2 separate regions of the Gossypium arboreum genome follow, and region 2 is linked to region 1. A link is a contact called in public Hi-C data. All regions are on one chromosome and are shown on one strand. Each heading gives the region's core, a stretch centred on a gene start, on an enhancer-like site or on the middle of the called end of the contact. The rest is flanking DNA. Distances are from core to core; before and after follow the strand shown.

Region 1 (5,384 bases), core at 1,740-4,239:
TATCTAATAATAAACTACTCAATACCACTTAGTATTATTTGGATCAATTACCTAATAAAGGCAACTAATATCTACTAATTGTTTTTAAAGGTATTGATAGGAGCATGGAAGGGATTTAATTAAGCATCCAAGTTCAAGAAAATATTTCATGATTTAATCAACTTGTTTTGCTGAAGGGTTGTTATTTATTATCAATTTTCTTAGAAAAGTGGAGGTATATATAACTTTTCTATCCTTTGGTCCAGTTTATTAGATTCCAAAATAATCTAGAGGATCGACATCAGCTACTTATATTCGAGTTTGAAAATACTTACAATTGATTAGGAGGGTGGAAGGGCATATTTTTCTTTGATTAGTTTATTTTTAATTAATTCTAATTTCTATTCCTGTTTCCAGATTGGGTTGAATCACATTCAAGCCCAATCAGCCTCAATTGCACCAAGGCCCAACATCACTCCTTTTGGACCCAACTTGTTCTAATAACTATGAAGACAAAGAAAGTGAAGGATTATTATTATTATTTTTGTTTGGTTAAATTGTGCAAAAGTAAAGAAAATGATTATTTATAATATTTTTCTAATTATATTTTTTATAAAATAACTTACCTAAAAAGTTAATAATATAAAAATGCATCCTAAATAAAACATCACTTTCATTTCTCCAACTTTGGTAAAGGATATTTGATTTTCTTTACTTCCCCTTAAATAAAAAAGTCATCCAAACAAGGGAAAGGATGTTGCTTTCCCTTACTTTTGTTTCCTTTGTTTTTATTCAATCAAAACATAAACATAAGGTTAGGGTTTTAAGGACTTCCTTTATTATCGTATTCCAATGATTTCGTCATTGTCCGATCTCTTCCTTCAGCAAAGAAACATGTTGAGGCAAAGCTTTTTCCTTTCTTTTCTAACTTTATAGTTTAATTTTCCTTGAAATGGCCTGAAAGTCCATCGATTTAAACTCAAATCCCTAATAGAGAATCTCTCTAATCCGTGTACACCATCGTAGGATGGCCATCTGACCCCAAAATGCTACTATTCTCAGTGAAACATTTTCCTTGACCTTCTAGATTGAGTCGTTGTTAGTAGGAACTTTTCAACTAACTCTTAACCAAATTTAGTATGTTTAAGCCTCATTTTTTTATGATATTTTTATTCTCTTTTCTCTAATATTTCTCTGCCCATTTGCTTTTGTAAGTCCCGTTTGGGCCTTGTTGAAATAAGAGACTTTCTTCCTTATTTTATTTTATTTTCGTTTGGGTATTTTTGTTTGCTTTAATTATGGTTATGGTTATATTTTGTTACTGGTTCAAGGTAAAAGTGTGTTAATAGTTTGATTGTAGTTTTATCGTGGTTATAGTTTTGGTTAAAGGGAAAATGACAAATGGGTTAACGAAGGGTTGCCAAGTTGATTGAGTTAGAAGTGAGGCATGAGGATGGGGTTTGAGTTGTTGATACTAATGGTGGAGCCACATTCATGATTGTGGACCCCCATAAAGAAAAAGTTAAAAAAAGACTTATGAAAAAGTTTTAATTTGTATAATTGATGAATCCCTCCAAAATTTTTAAAATGATTATTTTATAAATTTTTTTTTCCACCACCAAAACTCAAAAACACTTAGTCCTATTACTTACATAAACATTCATCATTTTTCTCAAATATCTCTTATTCTCTCATGCTCTAAAATTTTTATAATATATGTGATTAATCTTTTAATACTTTTAAATAAGTCTTCTTAATTTGATAATAACTCTTCTAAGCTTTATTGATTAATATCTAAAAAATTAGGATGGTGACTTTTCTTATGAGCGATTGGGATTTCTATGCAAGATTCTTTTTATTCGTCAAATGATTTTGGGATATTGATTTTGTATGAGATTCCTAATATCTTGATTGAGTAATAACTTTTATAGGTTAATTAATAGAAATACCAAGAGAAATTAGGATTGATTGTCATTATAGTCTCGAATTTCTTGAAAATTGATTAGAAATTTAGCATTTTTATTTAGAAAAAATTGTTGATAGTGTCATTATGTGAATCTTGTGTTTGTGTTCATATTGTGTTTGAGATATTGCATTCTCATGACACCAAAAAGCATTTAAGTGATTTAATTTGAAAAAAAGTCTAAAGAGTTAAGTTTAGTATTGAAAACTTTTCAACCGATCGAAGATTAAGAATTAAAATTACATATCCAAATGATACAATCAACCTCAGTATGACATGCATATTTGCAAAAACTATATTATCAACCTCACAATCACAACATTTCAAAAAACAAATTGTGGGTTAATATTATACATTAGTTTATACAACCTTTATAATCATTTTAATTTTTCAAAATTTGACCCTCACAATTCAAATTTTTTTGCTCCACCCTTAGTTGATATTGTTTAGATTATCGACTTAGAAAGTGATGATGTAAATATTCAAAGTGTAAATTTATTAATAGTTCAGTGACTAATTTATAACTTTTTGAAATTAAATGACCGAATTGTAAGCTTACTAATAGTTGAGTGGCCAAATTGTAAAAGCTAGTGACTAACTTGTAACTTTTTAAAATTGAATTACGAAAGTGTAAACTCACTAATAGTTAAGTGATCTTTGGTGGAATTTACCCAAAAGAGAAAAAGAATTATTTAGATAACTTTAATTTTAATCAATACAGTTAATATACAAGAGTGTATGGAGACGGAAATGAAGGTGAATTTGAGTAACAGAAACTTGTCCCCAAAACTTTTATAAATTCATTGAAATCAATTAGTCCATCAAAATTATCATCAAACCCTTTAATCATTGTTTTGCTGTCATTTTCCGAAGCTTCATCTACCAAACCTAACGAAAACAGTTCATTCCTGAACGCCTTTGCATCGATGAACTCGTCCTTATTTTCATCCAATACAGCGAAATTAAGCTTCTTTCACTTCCTATGAATTTCGTTCTTACTTCTTTCTTCTTCTTCCAACAGCTCACCAATTTCATTCATCCCCTCTTTCTCCATCACCATTTTCAGAACTGAAAATGAGAGGTTGGGGTAACCGGTGGTTTCTGTTTGATCTTCAGCTGCTGCATTAAAAACATTTTTCTTGCTGTTTCTGCAATTTTTTTCTCGATTGGATGTGGTTTAGGATTCGAAGAAAAACGAAATGATTCTGCTGAAGAGTGAAGGAGGGTGGTGAAAAGACAAGTCAAACGTCAAATCGTGGGTCATCAAATCATAAGACAGACAGTGGATGTGCTGTCAATCCATCGGATTTTCCTGTTTTTATTTCTAACTTTTTCTTCTTTCTTTTCTCTTTAATATGCAAAAACAGACAACAGCTTCTCTGTTTTTTTTTTTTTTTCTTTTTAACTTCATTTACTAGGAATATTTACTACCGCCCTAATAGTCTAATTCATAAAATTAAAACTGTTCATTTATGGCTGTTGTTTTCTAGTTGAATGTTGTAACCTTTCTCTGTGTGTATGTGCTAAGTCTGGTTTCACCAGCAGGGTTGGTCTCCTTACCCCCAAGCATTAATTGAGTACCCCGTTTACATATTCGTTCATGGCTGACACACTTCCCCATTTGCACCTAGGATTGCGAATGACTTGAATTTTTTATATACACGAATGACTCAAATTTGAATCAACAAATTTATGTTACATTTGTTTGTTTTATTGATGGCTTAAATTTTAGTATAAATTTTAAAATAATACATGCATTTTACTTTAATATGTGTAACACTTTAATTTTGATTGTGTTATTGTACACATTAAAATTTTATTTGATCCAATTTTTACAAGTTGTTAAATTGTTACTTATGTAATTTTATTATTACATATTGCATACATAAACAATTTGTCTATCTCAAGAGAAGAAAGCTCGTAACTTAATAAAAGAAATTGTCTTAGAGGGATTGAAGGCGGTGAGAACACCTATGAAAGTTAATGAGAAACTGAACTCATATGTAAGGTGGGTTTCAATTGACCATAGCAACTATTGATGCATGATTGATCTATTTTACCTCGCAACAAGTAGGCCAGAATTATGCTACAGTGTAGGTGTTTATACCAGTTACCAGTCTAATCTTGTCGAATTTCATTTAAAAGCTATTAAATATATTATTAGGTATATTAATGACAATTTTGATCTTGGAATTTGGCTATTGAGGGACACGAACATGAGCTTGGCAGGCTTTAGTGATGCGAATTAAGCATGAAATGTGAATGAAAAGAAGATCACCTTAATGGATGTTTCTATCTCAAGACAAATTTGGGTTCATGGTATAACAAGAAGAAATCTTCAATCTCTTCGTTAATAGTTGAGGGAGAGTGTATGACTATTGAAAGTTGTTGTATGCAACTTTTGTTGATGAGACAGATGCTAAAAGACTTTGGGGTTGCATCTCTAATTGCAATTGTTTATTTTGACAACTCCGGTGTCACCAACATCTCTAAGAATCTTATGTTTCATTCTTGAATGAAGCATATTGACATAAGGCATTATTTCATAAGGGATTTTGTAAAAGCTGGAACAATTGAATTGAAGCATGTTCCAATAGAGAATCAATTGAATAATCTTTTCACAAAGAGCTTGGACACATAACTATTTAACAAATTTAGGAATAATGTAGGTACTTTCCAAGTTTTACTTGGGTTGTAAGGCACAACATCAAAACCCTTTATTCAAGTAAATGCCCTTTGTGCCGCAAGATTTTAAGAACTTCCAAGAAACACCTCTCAAAACCTTCCTACTAAAGATGATGAATGGCTCATGTTAAATTGTCCTAAACGCCTAGCCTTTCTTCTTCGGGGAGTTTGAGATTAAGATCACATTCTCTATAACCTCTATAAAGAAGATAGAAAGGGAAAGGTGAAGGAACATTAACTAGCAATCCTTCAAAAGCTTCTCGAGTCAATCCTATTTTGCCTAAAATTGAAGAAGACCTTCAACTTCCTCAACCAAGGTAAATGAGACAAATAAGTTGTTTGAAAGTATAATTTTACAATCTTAAGAACCTAGGGTAGATAATTTTGTAGTCTTCAAGTTTTATCCTGCCTTTGAGCATAATATTGTTGATGAAATTGATAAGGCTAAAGATCAAGAGGTTGTTTTTTATGCTTTAGAAGCATTAAGAGAAAAGATTAAGAAAGAAATCGAAAAGGTTAGTGAGAAACCATAATTTATACATATTTTTACCCCATGTTTAACGCATTTTATGGATGATTTCCCATTAGAATTGGTGAATTTGATGCTCTTAATGCTTTAATTTCATGTTTTATACTTAGGAGAGCATAGGAGAGCGAAAGGAACAAGAAACGGGTCAAAAACGGAGAAAATGGGCCAAAGTACGATATCAACAGGCCTGAACTTCCTCACACGGGCAGCCCACACTGCCGTGTCAAT
Region 2 (5,384 bases), core at 1,431-3,930, 45 kb before region 1:
ATGGCTACAAAGTGATAAAAAGGTTAAAAAAATATTCTGAAAGTTTTGGCATGTCTAAAATGACCAAATGGTACAAAATACATATGTAGGATGCTTAGGAATCATAAGCATGCTGATATGGTATGTTGTGTAATTGAGTCGTAAGTTAATAGTCGTATGCTAGCATAAACATTTACTTGAAGTGTCAAATTATGCTATTGTGTGTTATGGCATGTTTGAGCATGTTTTAAATGGTGTTTGTAGGATATATGACTTGTTAGAAATGAGAAATAGGCAAAAATGCACAAAATGGTATGTTTGGCAGTGACTAAAGTTAAAAATTGTAGGTTTCTGGACTGTTTCTACAAAAGCTGTAGTAGATGTTATGATGACATTCGAATGTTGTTGCGACGAGGGATCGACATTGGGACATCCTTTGTCATGTCATCGGGATGAAGGGCCTCCTCCAGGTCATCTTGTGACAAGGTGAATCATGTTGTTGAAACGTGACATATTGTTCGTTCATGGTTGGTTTTTATATCATTGCAATTTAGACCTAAGTTTTAAACAATGCAATTGGAGTCCAAAAAGGTTATAAAATATCTTGAAAAGACACATACCTAAGGTTTAGATGTCTAATTTCCTAGAGTCAAAGACAATTTAATAATATGGTTATTTTTTATATTTTATCATTCTTTCAATTTGGTCCCCAAAACACTTGTTTTTAAAATTAAAGGAGAATTGTTGATCAGATTAAACCGATTCTTTCAACAATGTGTCTAAAAGGATTTTAGAATTAAAATGTAGTTCTAAATTTTTGTTATGTGCTTGTTCGAATATTAGATGTGAAATGACTATTTCGCCCCTAATTGCAGTTGAATGATTTATGTTAGATAAAACATGCTATTAGGTTTTGTTGTTCATTCATGATCATGTATGATTTAATTGCATGTCCATGACTTTTGCTATCAGTCAGTGATGTGTTTTGAATCACTTCGGTAGCTAATATGACGTTTTGGATTCGGGTCAAACCATCCCGATTAGATTTAAGACACCATATTTGAATTGTTCTAAAACAAAATAATTCTAGAGAACACTAAAAATATGAAAGAAAGAGAATTTCATCTTGTGTAATTTTTCCATTTCAAAATTGCACCAAACAACACAACTCTTCCGCCAGTAATTCAATTTATTTTAAATACCGTTTGAAAAACAACATTTAAATGTAGCTTTATTTCAACGGCCAAATTTACATCTATTGTAGTAGATCCTAAACCTTTCCACTAATTCATATATATATATAGTGTGTGTGTGTGAAAATGGTTGGTGTTAACCGAACCATTCCCACAATATAATATATTTATTCTCATCTCATCTTTATATTTTGCCCTTTCATATATTTAATATTATATAATATATTAAATCATAAAATCTTTTCTAAGATTCTTTTAATTGAAAATAAGAGATTATCCTGGGATGCAATGTCATGCCTACTTTCAACGTGGGATGAAATGATACATAAGCATTTTTCTAACTTAGATATTATTTGAAAATATTTTATAATGTGACTACATTATAGGACGCACATCTCCTAAGATCGCCTGTAGAAGCCCTCTCTCACCTCAAGAGAGGCCATGTTTCCTCTCTCTCTCACAAAGCATATCCAACTTCCTTCTCTCTGTTGCTTATCTCTTTCCTTCACTTCCTCACACCTCAATTCTCCACCACCACAGTACGACTTTTCGCTTAATATGTCGAACTATTTTCATCCCTCACGCAACTTTTTGTATCAACAAGACTTGTGAAAATCTGGGGGGAAATATTTAGTTTGTATATTCAACTGTTCTATGATCGACCGTCCAAATTTTTTTTAAATGGTCGATAACTAGCTTTCCTTGAAGTTGGAAACTTTGAAGAGAGAATGTACATAGGATTAAATTATTTGGGTTTTTATTCAGGGGGTTGAGAACATTGATTCGTTATAATTATCATGTCAACGCTCCTATTACAAAGCTAACTTAATTTGAACTACAATGTCATACTTGAACTGGGATATGATCTCTTATACCGTGCTCTTAACATTTTGCATTATTGTGTAATAGAAATTCCAAATTCCAAAACAAGTGTCCCGCATGCAAGAATGCCGAGGAAAGGCGTGGTGACAACTGAGATACTGTTGTTGGATGAGACAGAGGCAAAAACTCCCTCGTTCATACTAACGAGAACCATTGCTTTCGCTGACACGCACTTAGCTACAACTCCCAGTTTAAACTGTAGACTCACACAGACATTAATATACCATCAATAAAGGGTTTTTACTTATAGACTCTCTCAGAGGTTGCAGTCTTCTTTTTTTTTCTTTTCTCTTTCACTTTTCTTCAAGGACCACCAAAACAAAGCGATAGTTTGATGAAAGGAAATTAAGTGAAACTGTTCTAAATAAATAAATAAATAATCCCGATGGGCAAAAGGAATGAGAGAGAATTGATGGAAGAGACGTGTAATATTTTCTTTTTATCTTCTATCTCACTGGCTGATCTTTCTTTCTGTTTAAGACAATGTCCTTTTAACGTCAAGCAGTCATCAAAGACTCTTCATTAAAACCAAAACCAGAGAAAGAGAAGGGAGTTGTGTGTGTATGTCAGATAGTCATAGTTGGGACGTGGGAGTCAGTGCCCCCTATATTATTTGCCCAAAGGAAAATATATATGTATATAATAAGATAAAAGAAAAGGCCTCTCTGCCCACTCGTGGAGCATAGTGCAAAACAGTTTCAAAGTATACTAAAAAACAAACGATTGGACAAGGAGTGATAATGGTTATTGACTCGTGCCGGTGGGATAAAAGTTATTAGGCGCCAATGAGACCGTTTTCTTCATGATCGTACGGTTTCTTAGCCGTTTTTTTTTTTTTTTGGGGAGAGGGGGGTGGGGAGAAGGGGGTAAAACGAGCACTCCCATCTCTTGCCCTGTCTTTGCCTGTTGGGTTGCTGGCTGCCTTGACTGAGTTGCCTAAGAGGCTGACGTTGAGACTGGGACTAAGGCATGGTCGAAAGGTCAGGTCAAATGTCTACATCATTTTTCCCCTTTCACATGTCAACCTTGTCTTGTCAAATCATCAGCAAACCTTACGTATTCCCCTACCTATTATCACTTATTTACAATGGAATTATATCTATATAATAGAAACAAATCTTTTTGGAGCATTTGTAATCAGTAAGGCTGATCAAGCAATTTTAAAAGTTAAATAGGTAATCGAAGTATTTCAAAATTAGCTAAATTTATATAAATTTATATTTTTATTAAATCTTTATTTTTTATATGTATTTTCATCTCTCAAGTAGAGTTTAAATTCACTATTAAATTTATTTATTTATTTTTACAATTTTAATATTAAATACATAATATCTTAAGCTTTCAAGTATATACATATTTAAAAGTTCACTACGAAATCTCCCAAAAGAGTTAGGTAATGGATTAAATAGAGGTAGGATAGTCTTTTAATTCACTATTAAATTTATTTTTTTATAATTTCAATATTATAAAGGGTAAACGATAAAATAGTCACTTTTATATGCTTTAAATTACATTTTAGTCATTTTGAAATGTTATGTTTTAGTTACTTATGTTATTATTTTGTTACGAAGTGATAACTTTACGTTAAGTTCCGTTATCTCCCTAACAGTACTCCTACGTGGCAGTCCAACTAGATTTTAAGTGCCAATTTGGATTTCCAAATGGGATAAGAATAAATTTTTAATTAAATAAATTTAATTAATTAAAAATTTTAAACCCTAAATCTTAGTTGAAAAAAACCGCTCACCTCCTCTATTTTTTTTAGTTTTCTTTTTCATTTGACTAAAAAAAACTATTATCATCAGAATTTTTTATTCAAATACAAAAACAAAAGAGGATCCAATGGAAAGTCCAGGTATGTCTTCTTTACCGATAAATTTATATTCTAAGACTTAAAATCAAGTGGTTGTCGACAAATAAGAAGATGGTAATCATTTTTGTTCCTAATCATATATTTTCTAATTCTTCACGGTACTTGAATAGTTGGTTTCTCAATCCGATTTTTTTGTAACGCCCTAATTTTCGGGAATTCTGTAAAGGTTGTAAAATTTAAAATTCTGTGTTCTGTTTGTTATGTGTAGGATTAATTATGTTGGTGGGCCTCTAGAAGGCCGAGCTTAGGATAAAATCCGTAGTTTTAATTAATTTTAAATCAGAGGGAAAGGGGTTCGATAAATTAGGCTTTTAGGAATTATTTGTGAAAAATGGATCACAAGGAAGCAAGTGGTAAAGTGGCATGTGGCGTCCTTTGGGAAGGATGTTAGTGGCGTGTGGAAGCTTGGGAGGACCGGGTTCAAGTCACAATGATGACAAATTAAGTGATTAATTTTATGTACAGAAAGGGAAGTAATGGAACCGAAATAAAAGTCATCGGGGAAGAGTTTAAGAGGGTAAGGGGATTGAGTAAGGATAGAGATAAGGGAGGAAATCTAGGAGCTGATTGGGGTGAGCTGTGTTGGCCGAATTTTGGACTCTTGAGGAGCAAGAAGTGGCTGGCCAAGGGTTTCTTTAGGGGGTAAATTCGGCTAGGTTAAAGTGCCAGTATAAATTCAACAATAGGGAGGGAGTTGTGCCGTTTGTTGCTTTTCTCACCTCTCTCCTCTAGCCATTTTGCTTTCTTCTCATTCTCTTTCTCCATAGCCAACCTTTCAAACCTCTTGTCCATCTCCACCCTACTCTACATCACTTTCTTCCATTAATTTTCTTAGACTAAAGCCGAACCTCAAATCTCAAAATCCCGAAAGCTATATTCTTGTGCAGTTTTTCCAAAGCCATATTCCTCAATATGTTTTCCTTTTTGACCAACATTCCTCTCCTCTAAACCCCTAGCATCTGTCGACAACATTACCCAGGGTTATAGCCTCAAATCATTATTTTCTATATCACCTAGAAAAGCCGAAACTACTATAGAGTTAGGGACTTGTAGTCGAAACTTCAAAGCTTCTAGATTTAAGTTTTACCGTCATTTAAAGGTTGAATCTGCATTAGATCTACGTGGAAAGCAGGAAGGAATAAGTGGTAAGTGCTCATCACTCCAAATCTAGTCTTATTTTTCAAGTTAGGAAAAAGCCGAAATCCCTAAAATCTAGGGAGGCTATCGATTTGGGCATAGGGCATAAAGGGTCTTTAACCGATGATTTATTTTGATGATTAGTGTCTTCTCAAGGGTTGGATCGAAGGCTTGGATCTTTGGAGCGATCAGACTTGGATCTAGCCATCGGATTTCGGCAAGAAGGTAAAGTTTTAAAGGCTTTTAGGATGAGTCGAATATGGGTAAGTAATTATGGAGATTAGTGTTGTGATTTGCAATCTAAGAATTGTAGCAACGTA

Evidence for each region. Hi-C and Micro-C count contacts between places; a contact is called where the count stands out from the background.
Region 2: a contact with region 1 is called in a Hi-C map of leaf, with 2.7 times the contacts expected there. The contact joins two enhancer-like sites. A contact is called at or near these places in 2 of 5 Hi-C or Micro-C datasets (both in leaf).

The regions. Positions count from the first base shown.
Region 1 is chr2:109,759,041-109,764,424 of ASM2569848v2, reverse strand. No RefSeq gene overlaps it. Among protein-coding and RNA genes, the nearest start is that of LOC128290047, 4.6 kb to the right of the region's middle. Within about 2 kb of position 2,989, at least 2 of the 2 cell types and tissues checked have an H3K27ac peak or open chromatin away from gene starts, as enhancers often do. A contact at or near this core is called in leaf, where this site is marked.
Region 2 is chr2:109,803,762-109,809,145 of ASM2569848v2, reverse strand. No RefSeq gene overlaps it. Among protein-coding and RNA genes, the nearest start is that of LOC108466466, 13 kb to the left of the region's middle. Within about 2 kb of position 2,680, at least 1 of the 2 cell types and tissues checked has an H3K27ac peak or open chromatin away from gene starts, as enhancers often do. A contact at or near this core is called in leaf, where this site is marked.